Regions from separate parts of the Rattus norvegicus genome. Here region 1 is linked to region 2. The links are chromatin contacts, called in public Hi-C maps. All regions are on one chromosome and are shown on one strand. Each heading gives the region's core, a stretch centred on a gene start, on an enhancer-like site or on the middle of the called end of the contact. The rest is flanking DNA. Distances are from core to core; before and after follow the strand shown. Region 1 has its middle 7.7 kb from the start of Psmc1. Region 2 overlaps LOC102550434 (a long non-coding RNA gene).

Evidence for each region. Hi-C and Micro-C count contacts between places; a contact is called where the count stands out from the background.
Region 1: a contact with region 2 is called in a Hi-C map of psoas muscle, with 3 times the contacts expected there. The contact joins two enhancer-like sites. A contact is called at or near these places in 4 of 12 Hi-C or Micro-C datasets (Schwann cells, frontal cortex, mammary epithelial cells and 1 more).

What each region holds. Positions count from the first base shown.
Region 1 is chr6:125,112,864-125,116,765 of GRCr8, forward strand. No RefSeq gene overlaps it. Among named protein-coding and RNA genes, the nearest start is that of Psmc1, 7.7 kb to the right of the region's middle. Within about 2 kb of position 1,793, at least 1 of the 93 cell types and tissues checked has an H3K27ac peak or open chromatin away from gene starts, as enhancers often do.
Region 2 is chr6:124,096,336-124,100,522 of GRCr8, forward strand. It overlaps LOC102550434 (a long non-coding RNA gene), which reads left to right. Exons shown (of 10, transcript XR_010052802.1): 3 at 2,693-2,834; 4 at 3,114-3,179; 5 at 3,515-3,663. Among named protein-coding and RNA genes, the nearest start is that of Cpg1, 57 kb to the left of the region's middle. Within about 2 kb of position 2,311, at least 24 of the 93 cell types and tissues checked have an H3K27ac peak or open chromatin away from gene starts, as enhancers often do.

The DNA.
Region 1 (3,902 bases), core at 543-3,042, 1.0 Mb after region 2:
CATGTAGTACCACTGTATGTAGTACCACTGCATATAGTACCACTGTATGTAGTACCACTGCATGTAGTACCACTGCATGTAGTACCACTGCATGTAGTACCACTGTATGTAGTACCACTGCATGTAGTACCACTGCATGAGTACCACTGTATGTAGTACCACTGTATGTAGTACCACTGCATGTAGTACCTCTGTATGTAGTACCACTGCATGTAGTACCTCTGTATGTAGTACCACTGCATGTAGTACCTCTGTATGTAGTACCACTGCATGTAGTACTGCTGCATGTAGTACCTCTGTATGTAGTATCACTGCATAAGTACCACTGCATGTAGTACCACTGCATGTAGTACCACTGCATGAATACCACTGTACGTAGTACCGCTGTATGTAGTACTGCTGCATGTAGTACCTCTGTATGTAGTACCTCTGTATGTAGTACCACTGTATGTAGTACTGCTGCATGTAGTACCTCTGCATGTAGTACCACTGCATGTAGTACCACTGCATGAGTACCACTGTACGTAGTACCACTGTATGTAGTATCACTGTATGAAGTATGGCTGCATGTAGTACCACTGCATAAGTACCACTGCATGAGTACCACTGTATTTAGTACCACTGTATGTAGTACTACTGCATGTAGTACCTCTGTATGTAGTATCACTGCATAAGTACCACTGCATGAGTACCACTGCATGAGTACCACTGTATTTAGTACCACTGTATGTAGTATCACTGTATGAAGTATGGCTGCATGTAGTACCACTGCATAAGTACCACTGCATGAGTACCACTGTATAAAGTGAACACTGAATATAGTACCACTGCATATAATACCACTGCATGTATTAACACTGCATGTAGTACCACTGCATGAGTACCACTGTATGTAGTACAGCTGCATATAAGACCACTGCATGTAGTACCACTGCATGTAATATCACTTCATGTAGTATCACTGCATATAATACCACTGTATGTAACATCACTGCATGTAGTACCACTGCATGTAATATCACTGCATATAATACCACTGTATGTAACATCACTGCATGTAGTACCACTGCATGTAATATCACTGCATGTAGTCTCACTGCATACAGTACCACTGCATGTAATATCACTGCATGCAGTACCACCACATGTAGTACCACTACATATATACCACTGCATGTAATATCACTGAGTGTAATATCATTGCATGCAGTACCACTGCATGTAGTACCGCAGCATATATACCACTGCATATAGTACCAAGCCTCAAGCCTCAAAGGCAACAACAGCAATGAGCTGCTGAGTCTGTGGTTGAGGCGGATCAGGCTCAGCTGGAGTAAGCTTTTCTCTCCTTTGGTGGAGCCAGACCTCATCTGCACCACTGCTCTGCCTGGGGAGGGCCCAAGGCACACCTGAGTACAGGCCTTTACTCTGCATCCTGCAGCAGCATTCCATAGATGGCTCTCTCCCTGCTGGCTGGAATCTGTTAGGCAGCTGGTGTCTCAGCTGTTAAAATGCCACAGGGACTTGCTGCTTGCTCAGGTTCCCCCAGGGAGGTTAATCTGTCAAGAAGGCTTTGCCAAGACAGCCAATGTGGCACGCTTTGACATTTGGGGAGCGTCCCTGTTTACACATCACACCTAATCCTACCTCCTCAAGGACTTCCCTGGGCACACAGAGATGTCTTCTGAGGATTGGAGAACGCCTGTAGGGACACAGAGGAATGTGCTGCTGGGTGGCTCTGCTAGGGTGGTGTGGGAAGGCTCAGGCAGAGCCAAGCTCAGACTAGGCAGAGGTCAGCTCAGATGGCGGCTGCCTAGCTCCTGTCCCAGGATGCACCTGTGGCCCTTCAAGGCTTTGTCCCCTTATGGAGCCACAAGCTGTCATGGTTTCCAGGAAACAGACAGGATCACTGCCATGTAGTCTCAAAAAGAGATTGAGACCTACAACTGTCACCCTAGTCATAACTGGGAAATTCTTACAATGGGAGTGGGGAGGTCTGTATAAGCCAAGAAGTCAGTATGGCCCATGAGAGGGGAGGGGAAGGTTCCCTAAAGGGGGGCTGAGTAAGAGAATAGAGCACATGAGATATAAAGAGAGAGGAGCAATACGGGGTTAAAGGGGTAAGTGGGGCTGGGGGCATGAGATGTCTCAGTGGGCTGAGCCCACAGTGGAAGGAGAGAGCCAACTGTAGAGTGCTGTCCTCTGACCTCCATATGTGCACGGTACCCATGTACACATGTGATAGATTCCCCATGCTCTAGTGAATGGCCCCACTCTCGTGCACATGACGCAAACACCAGTCGAACTCATGAGTTATTTCATAAAAAGGAGAGAGCATGAGGTGGGGGACAACATGCCGGGACAGGACTCCAGGAAGGGGAAGAAGAGTTAGTGTGGGGTAGATATGACCAACATACCTTGTTAATGACCTCTCATGACCACTATCAGACCCTCCCCTCAAGGGTCGACTTCTCGGTCCTCCCCCGGCCAGGGTTACAACAGTCTTTTAGTTGGGATCCATGAAAACCTCCAGCAGCTGCTTTGGGAGGCTTCTGCTTATCCAGGACAAGTGACAGGTGTGTAGGAAACCCGCAGCTGCCACCTCCTCCCACTGTCACTGTGGGCTGTCACCTATGGTCGGGACTGAGGGAAACAGGGAACAGGCTCGCTGTCCCTGAGACTCCCTCACTTGAGCTCCCACCAGCACCTCTGGTGCTCCAGCATCTGACACACACACTGGTCTGTGATATCAGGGACCAAGGTGCCAGCCCCCTTTCTAAAGGGAACCCCAGGACCTAAGAGTGATTGTCCTTGAGTCTCATTCCTAGAGCAGCAGATGGGGCAAAGAATCCAGAACCTTTTATTTCTATGTGTACCTTTCTCTCTCCTAGGTCTGTTTTTCCTTTAAGGTGTGTGTGTGTGTGTGAGTGTGTGTGTGAGTGTGTGTGCATGTGTGAGTGTGTGTATGTGTGTGAGTGTGTGTGTGAGTGTGTGTATGTGAGTGTGTGTATTGTGAGTGTGTGCGTGTGAGTGTGTATGTGTATGTGTGTGAGTGTATGTGTGAGTGTGTGTGTATGTGTGAGTGTGTGTGTATGTGTATGTGAGTGTATGTGTGAGTGTGTGTGAGTGTGTGTGTATGTGTGTGTATGTGTGTGTGAGTGGGTGTGTGTATGTGTGTGTGTATCTGTATGTATCTGTGTGTATCTGTATGTATCTGTGTGTATCTTGGTCTGTATGTGTGTCTGTGTCTGTGTGTCTGTGACTCTGTGTGTGGTGCACATGTATGGTGTGTGCGCACATATGTAAGGAAGTGCACATCTGTGTCTCTGTAAACAGTGGCCAGAGAAGAATGTGGGTGTCCTGCTCTGTCACTCTCTGTCTCGTTGTTTTGAGGCGGAATCTCTCACTGACCCTTGAACTAGGCTGGAATTCAGCAACCCCCAATGATCTTCCTGCCTCCACCCAGCATCCACAGTGCTTGATTTACAGGCGTCCACATTCGGCTCCTGTCCTGGGTGCTGAGAGCCAAACTCAGGCCCTTGAATTTGTGACTCTCACCCAGAAAGCTGTCTTCCCAGCCCCCTTCCTTTAAGTTTTGCTATGGTGACCGTGTTAAATTTGGGAAGATAGTGGTGTAATACAGCTATATTTTCACCGAATTTTGTTGAACTCAACATTTAAAATGGGTAAGTTTTGTGGACTGTAAGTCGTACAGCCACCATATTTTCAAAAAATAAATAAAGCATTCCAGCAAGTGCTTAGCAGAAGAAGCCAGTGGGGCCGTGAAGTTTGCACGCGAGAACCACATGAGACACCACTGCATTCTCCTAGGGTGGCTGAGGCATCAAACATGGACAGCACCAGTGCTGGAGAGAGGTTCGTAGGCTGCTAAGAGACAGTAA
Region 2 (4,187 bases), core at 1,061-3,560:
ATTCTGGGCATGTATTTCTGGTTGTCTTGGAAATGCAAGCCTGAGATCCCTAGGAAAGAAAGCTATGATCCCGGGGCACCCCTCCGCCCCTCTGCTGTGGTCCGTCTGGCCTTCTTGATCCTCTCCCTTGCTGGGTAAGACCAGATCTAAGACTCTAGATCTTTCCCTGGGGTTGGCAAAGAGAGAAAGCAATCTTTTTTTTTTTTTTTGGAGCTGGGGACCGAACCCAGGGCCTTGTGCTTGCTAGGCAAGCGCTCTACCACTGAGCTAAATCCCCAACCCCAGCAATCTTTAATTTCTGAAAGTTTCTTTCACTCATCTATTCCTCCATCCATTCATCCCACCACCCCCCAACACCCAACTCATTAATTTGTTGAGTATCTACTCTGTGCTAGGAAGTCCTTTAGGTGGTCCCTAGGACGCGGTGACAAATAACGTTCAGGACTTCTCTCGAGCCTTCCAGGCTAGCAGAGAATAACTGATGTGCAAATCGTTTTACAGATACTTAGTTCAGATGGTGAAAGGCGCCTTAAGGACAGCCTGAGGTGCTATGTGAGTTCCCTAAAGATGTGGCAACCACACAGAGAGAGGACATCAACCAAATAGAACGGGGAAGGAGATACATCACTTCTGCTCTCTTCCACAGGAGGCTGTGTAACAGTCTGCGGGGTCAGAGGGAGTTGAGCACTGTACCCTGGAGCCACCTCTTCCACGTCTTGTGTTTATGATGTGCAGGCAGTGACCTTGTTCTCCAGTGAGCTCTTCTGGACTGAGTAACTCACAAGGGTGTCTGTAAACTACTTAGGAGCTTTTGGACGGTCCCGCCCTTTCTCCACATGCTCAAAGCACTTGCTAGCTCTCTGCGCCTGCAGTCACATTCGGTTAATCCCTCCGTGGTGTCATAACTCTGTATCTTAGGAGAGGAGAAACTCAGACATATTCTCACCGCCATTCTGTTTTTCTCCCACGTCAGCCTTCCGGTTGGTCAGTCATGGGGTTTTGCAGAGTAAGGAGGGGAATGGTGAGAATAAGTTCTCTAGACCCAAGAAAACTTAGGAATCAATTTAATCCCACTTATAATGAAAATAATGAATACTATGGCATATCTTCTGTACAAAACACACACGCCCCTACTTCCTTGCATGTTCACCATGTATGCCAGGACTCATATGTTCTATGCTCACAGCAGACATTATTAATCAATCACGATACTTTTTATCAAACTGAACCTTCAGGAACACTCTCAATTCAACATTTTAGGCTTCATACTTCACTAAGGTTGGTGCAGGATATGAAATGCATTTGCCAGCCCGCGCTTGACTTCAATCAAGTGAGTCAACCTGGGAAGAGTGTCCAAGTAACTTACTCAGGTTGCGGATCCAAGCTTTCTGGAGGCAAATTTCCTCTTTACCCTGAGAAGATGGTTTTCAGTTTTTCCTAGTGTCCTCATGGTTCCTGGTACCCTCCTCAGGTCTCAGTGCCCCTACCTCAGATTCTGACCAGATTGTGTATTTTCTTGGACTCTCTCCTATCTTCCTTTGGTGACAGAAGACGTACAAGATGATCAGGTTCCAAGAAACTCGCTGTTCAATTCAGAGTTTCTCCTTCTGTTAGGGAATCATCACCCCAAAGGGTCTGAGAGACACGGATGGCACAACTTAACGACTGTAGCAAAACAACTGGACTTTGACTCGATAGTGTCTGTTTCCGGCCACACTGTCCGCCACTAGCAAAGATTCCCTTGTCTCCCATGAGCTTGGCGCGTTTCGAGTACTTGATTTAGATTACAAGCGGAAGGCTCAAGAAGAGCACAACTGGGTGAGGGTGGGGTGGAGGACAAGACTTAAGTATGGTTTCTGGTCCCCGCCCTAGACCTCAAGACACGGGGCTGCCCCAATCTCTTGGAGGCGGCAAGCTCTTGGTACTCAATTTGCAATGCTTTGATTCGCATGTACACTAGGGGGCGCAAGTAGGCTTGTTTTCCACCACGGCTCTAAGAAATCCAATGCAACTCTAGGGGATGGGGTATAGGAGGGCAGTCAGGAGCCACACTGTCTCTGAAAAGTGCTGAGGGTAAACAGACGTCTGAGGATGGGGTCTAAAAAGGAGGGTAACACGCTCATGAATTGCTCGAAGCTGTTTTCTGTATTTGTTTTCCCCGATCAGCCTTGGAACTTTGAGCTAGGGCTAAAAGGGCAAGTTATGTAAGGGCCTGGGCTGCTGCCATATTAGGCTGCCAGGCTCTCAGCCTCAGGGTGAGTCAACACCTGGGAGCTGGTGGCCTAGAGCGGCGCTTTCAAGTTGGCTGAGACTGAACCACTACAGTAAAGCCAGTGTTTGACCCATTCCTGAGCCAGGCAGGCGGGCAGGAGACTCAGGTCTATGGAAAGAAAGGCCCTACATACCTTTGCTCTGGAAAGACGGGTCGTGCTTTGGGCCCCAAATTGCAAGAACTCTTTTACCAAACAGACCTGTGCGCCACTGACCTACTTTTTCCGTAGAGTAGACAGAAGCCAGCCCAGGAGTACACAGCCTTCTTTTCCACCCGATTCCTCCAATGCCTCCAACAGTGGCCTTGCTGTCCCAGGCCAGGGAACTACGGGTGTGGACCGTACTTTCCTGGCCCACCGAAGGGAAATGAGCGGAGGAAATCCGCACAAGGGTTTTTACTGCCAAATATTTCTTTCCCTAGGAAGACAGTACATTCAAACCACTGAGTGGAGACTGGAGTTAGGCCAGCCATAAACTATCCTAATGAAGACTAATCGGGAACTACAATTACTGTTGACTTCAGAATGCAAACATGAACTTTAGACAGCGATCCCTATCAGCCGGTGAGGCCGGGCACAGATGCCGATCACTGTTTTCTGCCGTTGCTTAGCAATGGAAAATGAACTGTTCCTGCCTCTTATCACGGGGGGTGGAGGTAGGACAATGAGCTTTATTGGACTGAATAGATATAAAATTAGTTTATTTTTTTCTCACTTGGAGAAGGCAATTGGTAATAAAGAGAATGTCTTGGAAGAGGGCACCCACAGAAGTTGGGGGAGGAGGGTCGCCTCCCTTTTCTCTACCTCCACGGATCCTAACCAGCCTTGGGTTTTCCTCCACAGATAAAAGTTTGAATTTTGCCCGGGAGGGACCCTCCAGAATTATCATTAAAGAAAATATACGCAAAGGTAAACCACAGACCAGCGTGAAAATGAGATGAAGAATGAAGTCTTAGTAACAAGGAGGTTAAGGGTGCCCCAAAACCCACTGACCAGGATAAATAACTGAATGTAATGTTGAATATAGACATCTTAGGGTCTCTGTGCTTGGCACTGTATTAGATCATATGTTAGATGATATGTGTTGATTTGTGGGTAAAAGAAATATTGTAGAAAATCAAAATTGGTACCCTCCCCCCAATTCACAGTGAAGAAGATACACAAGTGTAAAGCCATTTCTCCCCTTTAGTCTCAAGCTCCTGTGTGGTATGTGATTTTTCTCCTGTCTCTCTCACACATTATAGAACAGAAGGGTCCCATGCTGCCCTCTCCACAACAGAGTGTGGTGATATCCACTGGAAGGTCTTGTTGTCTCACAGAGGAACTTCCTCCTTCTGTAGGGAGGGTCTCCTTCTACAGTCCTTGTGCTGACCTCACCTGAACCTATAGCGAGGTAAGTGGCTTTGGTGCGAGAAACCCACGGATGCTTCCTGGGAAGGACCTTAGCCTCCACTAACATACATGGTCGGCTAGAAATTGCCAGATACACTGTTCCCGAAACAACAGGCTGAGCACAGGGCTGGCAGCTGATGGCAAAACCACCCCCTTCCTATGCTTTCTGAACAAGGACTCAACTGTGTAGCTGGTCAGACTCTGACTCACAGTCATCCTGAACCAACCTTCTCAATGCTGGGATTATAGGTGTGGGCCACCACTCCTGACCATCCCTTTTATCACCAGCATTCATGGTAATTGTGCCCATTGAGAAGTTTTGGATAAAATCACATGGACTTGTCAATAGCAAATCTTTTTTTATTATTTATTTAAAATCAATACATAGGGTTTGACTCAATGCACATTAGGGTAAATATCGAAGCCTAAAGATGTCCACTTCATTCCTAGAACCCATCACTATGACCTCATACCACAGAAAGATTTTGCAGATGGAATTGGATTAAGGATTTTTGAGATATAAAT